Regions from separate parts of the Mus musculus genome. Here region 2 is linked to region 1. A link is a contact called in public promoter capture Hi-C data. All regions are on one chromosome and are shown on one strand. Each heading gives the region's core, a stretch centred on a gene start, on an enhancer-like site or on the middle of the called end of the contact. The rest is flanking DNA. Distances are from core to core; before and after follow the strand shown. Region 1 overlaps Tm9sf4 (transmembrane 9 superfamily protein member 4). Region 2 overlaps Nol4l (nucleolar protein 4-like).

Region 1 (2,700 bases), core at 174-2,673:
GGACGACCTTGAACTCCCGATCCTCTTGCCTCCAGCTCCTGGGTGCTGGGATCGGAAGGCATGCACTAGCATAGTGAGTCCATGAAGTGCTGCAGCCGGAACTCAGGGTTCCCAGCACGCTAGGCAAGCACTCTGCTAACTGAGCTGCACCCTAGGCTCCCAAATTCAGTGTTTGGATGTGCATGTGTCTGGAAAAGCCTACAACAGAAAGCTAACAGTGCTTCTGTAGAAGGGGGGTGGGGTTAGAACTGATATTTTTCATCTTCCCCATCATCTTCTGTAAGTCATTTTCTATAAGGCTTGTGCAAAAATCAGTATGTTAACAACATATTAATGTGGGAGGGTAAATTTGTGCAGCCACTATAGAAACCAGTATAAAGTAAAAACACAGATCCCACATGGCTCAGCTCTATTACTTGGGTACAGATGCAGAGAACTTTCAGTCAGCACACTACAAAGACACTTGTACATCCACCTCTACTGCTGCACTGGTCCCAACAGCCAGGAAATGGATGTACCGAAGATGAAGAAAAGGAAATACCAACACTCTGCGGGAAATGGATGGAACTTGAAACTGTTATGTTAAAATAAGCCAGACTCTGAAAGACAAATACTGCAAGTTTTCTCTTATACATAGAACCTACACTAAACATTTTTGTATCTACATTTATATATGTGTATATGTAACTCATGAAACTAGAGAGGGATCATTAGAAGGAAGGAAGAGATCTTCACGTAGGGGAAATAGGGTAATGGAATACATGTGATAAGAAAGCAGAAGTTGGGAGTCAGCTGGGGAAGAAGGGGAGCAGCCAGAGGGGGCAGGGACAAGGAAGAGGACAGTGAGTAAAGACTGAGTGAGTGACAAAGCAGAGTGACAGAGTGTAAAATGCTGCAATGCAATGTATTACTGTGTATGCAACCTAAAAATAAGAAACAGAGGACATTAAATGTTTAGAACAGTATTACAATAAGCATCATTCGTTGTAAATTTTAAATCATATACTCTCATTTTAAACATCTCTGTTGAAGGAGAAAGATGGAAAGAGTACACATCTAAAACCTCCACGGTAGGTATTCACCTCTGGATGGCTCCACTGCTTCATTTCCTACTGTCTCTGTGCTCTTTAGAAAGCCCACCTTGAATACCAGGGTGGGGGAAGTGTTCATGCTGCTGGAAAGCAGCAGCCTACACTCATACCATATCCAGAGTCCTTAGCAGCCCTAACAAGCACCTGCCCCACCCTCCCTCCGTCACAGAGTCCCGAGGAGCTGCTGGCAACCTCAAGGCTTAATGGGAGCTCCACTCTGGGTTGGTGCTGACAGGATGCTGAGGTGAGCCTTCTCCACGAATACCAGGCAGCTCTCACTTGATTAAACCACGGGGAATTCCCCGACTGGCCCCTGGAGTGTGGAAACCTCCCTTTAGAGAAGTCATCTGTGGCCAGCTGTTCCCAAGCCTGCAGAAAGGCCAGGGCCAGGGCACAGGCAGATGATAAGATGGGCAATGCTGGGGAAACCCCAGCCAACCTTCAACCCCTACAGCTGGGAACAGAACTCTGGGGGCTCAGAAAAGGGAAGGGAACAGTAACAGGAAATGTCCTTAGGGAATAGGACTGAGCCTCACCAGCTCTCCTTGCTGGAGAGGGGCTTGGCAGCGGGGAAAGGTACTTACTGCTCCTGATGAGTGCTTTCCCCAGATGAAGCAATTCAACACAAAGCAGATGCCGAAAACCACACCAGGATACAGTGTCGCTGTCTGGGAGCAAGAGGAACAGGTTGGGGAGCTGCATCTGGCTTCCCACAGGTCCTTGGGGAGCTGAGGACCAGAGGCTTCCTTTGGGTTTCTGCTTAAGCACAGCTTCTTTTCTGATCCCACACAAGACAGGCCTCCTGTTCTGAGACTTTGCAGAGCCCTGTAACTGCTTTTTCCTTGCTCTCAACCTACTTCCTAATTATAGATGGTGGTCACCTTATAAAGGGTCTACTTAGGATCTTTTGAATTGGCGATGTTCTGCCGGTTAGAGGCCTTCTGTAGCAACCACACTAACTTTGGCGTGTGAGATATACATCCATCTCCGACTCTATCAAACTGAGATGTAATCTCACCGAGACAAGGAGCACCAGCATATGCTTTGCTGCCTGATCAATGTCTGTTTCCCCATTACACTGTAAATCCTGTACTCTGTTGTGTTCTCATCACACAGCACAGCAGCTACTCACTAAGTATTTGCTTCATAAATAAATAAAACGGCCAGAAAATATGTACGTTTAGGCTCCAACTCCAACTGCCTAAAATAATGGTTCAGCTTTAGTAGCTTCTTAAAGATGGCAACTGTGGGCTCTACCTGTACCATCTCACCTCACCCTCACTACAGACAGGTTTAGAAGAGACCCTACTAAAAGATAAGGGCATCTCTCCACTCTAGATCACACTTTATCAAGGGCAGAGCAGAGTTTAGAACCTAGACACCCTCCAAAGCCTGATTTCACGCAATGTAATCTAGTCAGTCTCTCAGGCTAGAGGCCAGGCACAAAAACCCAAGGCCCCAGGCTTACACTTGAGTCTCATCCTTCCACACTGGGATGATCTAGGCATCCAGATAGGTCACTAAGCACAGAGGTCAAGGCCCAAGCTAACACTCAAACTGTGTATTAACTTCTTTGGCTCACTGTCTCCCATCCAATAGCTAGTCACTG
Region 2 (2,700 bases), core at 181-2,680, 230 kb before region 1:
TCCCACTGCTGGAGCTGCACTGTCTGAAGTGTGGAGCTCTTGGTCCTTACAGCTTACTCACTGTGGACTCAGTCCTCATGATTGGACAATGCTCTGGTTACTATCACCCAGAGGAGTGGCGCCCACTACAGCCTCCTGGGATGGCCTTAGACACTCTTTATTTGATACAGGAGTGTCTCATTATGCAGTTCAAGCAGGCCTTAAACCCCCAGTCCTTCTCATGGCCTCCTAAGTGTTGGGACTACAGGCCTGTGCTACCATGCCCGACTCCACAGTGGGCTCTTTTTTTTTTTTCTTTTTAAAACTTTTTATTATTTCATATATAGTTTGCCTACATTTATGCCTGTGCACTACATGTGTGCCTGGTGACAGTAGAGTTCAGAAGAGGGTGTCAGATCTTCTGGAACTGGAGGTACAGATAGTTGTGAGCCACTGTGTGGGTGCTGGGAATAGAATCCAGTTCCTCTGCGGAGCAGCCAGAGCTCTCTGACCATCTCTCCAGCCCCATCTTTGATTTTAAAGAAATCTCAGCATTATTGGAGATTGAACCTAGGACCTTGTGCATGGCTGACAGCATTCTACAACCAATCTACACCACTCGCTGCCCACAGTGAACTTTTAAATGGAGCTACTCTGCCCCACACTGTGGGTCCTCATCTTGTCCATCACCCTGACCCTGTAATTGTCTCAAGTGAGGTCTTGTGAGGCTGGAAGCCAGGCCTGGGCCCTCTTCACCCCCTGTAAAGCAAGAGCTATTTGCTCTGATTTGAGGCACCAACCATATGACTACAGCAAGAGTTCCAATTCTTCTAGGAGTTGGCCATAAAGCAGTCGTGGGTCACAAAAAGTGTCCATCAAGCTGGTTGGTCTGCAAACAGCACAGTGCTAGGCTGGGCCAGACCTGGCCTGCAAAGACAAGAGGAACTTGGAGACAGCTCCAAGAAACTCCTTTATCACAGGATCAGGCAGAGCTTGGTCTTGCCCTGAGCCTGTTACTGGGGCCCATCGATGCCTGGTAAGGACACTAGGGCAGGAGAAGTTCTGGGGCCCATCAGGATGAAGGTTACTGCTAAGCAAGGGGGGTGGAGACCACCCTGCACTCCCTTCCTCCCCCACTTGGGAGATTAGCCCTGGCCTTGGGGACATCTGGCAGGTTCTAGGCCTACTACCAGCAGACTCCCCTCATCTAGCAATATCTAGATCCCCTCCTCTGCTCGGGTAGCTCTGCTGTGCTGAAGAGAGCCTGGGTAGGGCCATCCAGGCAGGTACCACCCTGGCCTAAGTTGTTTGAGGATGACTCTCCCAGGAACCAGGAAGTAGCTGGGCCACATTGTCATTGTCATCATCACCCTGACCTAAGGACTAGGATGCACCAGCCCTAGACCAGCTTCCGGGAGGACAGGAAGGGTTGCCAGGGGCCTGCCAACTCCACACACAAGCTCCCAGGCAGGGCTCTGCCTGGTGAATCACTCACACACAGTAGCCTGAAGTGGCACTGCTTGTGCTCAGAACAAACGATTTGTGGGGGTTGGGGACAGTAGGCTGTAGGGAGCCTAACTTAGAGCTTTGCACTTCAAGTTGGTCTTTCTCAGTACTAGTGCTTGGCCTGCAGAAAGAAAAAAAGTGGTGGGCCTGGGAAGACAGACCAACAAGGGTTCCATATGGGAGCATTTCCTTTGGGCATAGCTTGCCAGTGTGTATTGGGGGGATCCACGGTGGGATAGGCTGAGGCATTCTTTGTGAAGCCATCTGGGTGCTGCTGCTCACTCTGGGAGACTGGTGACTACCACAGGAGCCTCTGGCCCTTTACTGAGCAGGCTGCCATAAAGGGATATTTGTACTCCCAGAGCCTGACACTCAGATCTGGTGCATACTTGATGTCCATGCCCACCAGCAAAAGTGGTTTCAGCTCCTAGGTCACCTGCTCTAATACCTTGTTATCTGTAGCTTGGAACTTCTCCAGGGGACCCTGGGGTCCCTGAAGATCTGTAGATCTGGGCTGTGTGAGACTTTGTTCACTCGCAGCTGCTGAACATTGAGGGTTGGTGCAGAGGTGTGTGACACTCAAGAAGACACACTCATGAAGACACGCCTTATCATGAAAACAGACACATGTTACTGACTAGTTGTTGAAATATATTGGGTTTATTAGGTAAAAGAAACTCTATCTCCTTTTTTGAGACAGGGTCCTGTTCCATAATCCAGGCTAGACTTGAACTTCCTATGCGTAATCAGAGCTGATACTCCTGCCTCAGCTTTTATAATAGTGGGGCTATAGGATGTACCTACCACTGCAGCTGACTTTACAATACATTGTTACAATTCATGTTTTTGCCTAGCATACATGAAGCTCTGGGTTCCATTCCTAGCACTGCACAAAAAGCCACCACCAAACTCTACAAACAACCCCCACCCTACTTTGAAAATACGAGCACTTGCATGGTTAGAGTCACTGAGAGCCTAGGCATGGGTGCCTAAGAGTAAGACAGAGATGCTGAGCCTGCCCGTGCACTGTGGAGGCATGTGTTGTGGGTTCAGCTATCAGTATTACGGGCTGTGTGTTAAGAAACACGAGTGGATCAATGATATGGCTCAGTTGGTAAGTCCTTGCCTAGCAGTCATAAAAGCCTGGGTTCCTTCATCAGCACTGCATAAACTGGGCCCTGGTGGTGCACATCTCCAGTCACTTGGGAGGTGAAG

What was found. Capture Hi-C pulls out chosen DNA fragments and counts their contacts.
Region 2: a promoter capture Hi-C map of pancreatic islet shows a contact between it and region 1. The contact joins two enhancer-like sites. A contact is called at or near these places in 1 of 484 Hi-C or Micro-C datasets (bone marrow-derived macrophages), 2 of 115 datasets of contacts at active chromatin or transcription factors (both in embryonic stem cells) and 4 of 9 other capture datasets (adipose tissue, embryonic stem cells, liver and 1 more).

The regions. Positions count from the first base shown.
Region 1 is chr2:153,197,409-153,200,108 of GRCm38.p6, reverse strand. It overlaps Tm9sf4 (transmembrane 9 superfamily protein member 4), which reads right to left. Exons shown (of 18, transcript NM_133847.3): 13 at 1,676-1,759. Among named protein-coding and RNA genes, the nearest start is that of Tspyl3, 27 kb to the left of the region's middle. Within about 2 kb of position 1,423, at least 62 of the 459 cell types and tissues checked have an H3K27ac peak or open chromatin away from gene starts, as enhancers often do. A contact at or near this core is called in pancreatic islet, where this site is marked.
Region 2 is chr2:153,427,426-153,430,125 of GRCm38.p6, reverse strand. The region is part of intron 5 of Nol4l (nucleolar protein 4-like); the gene reads left to right. Among named protein-coding and RNA genes, the nearest start is that of Asxl1, 83 kb to the right of the region's middle. Within about 2 kb of position 1,430, at least 40 of the 459 cell types and tissues checked have an H3K27ac peak or open chromatin away from gene starts, as enhancers often do. A contact at or near this core is called in pancreatic islet, where this site is marked.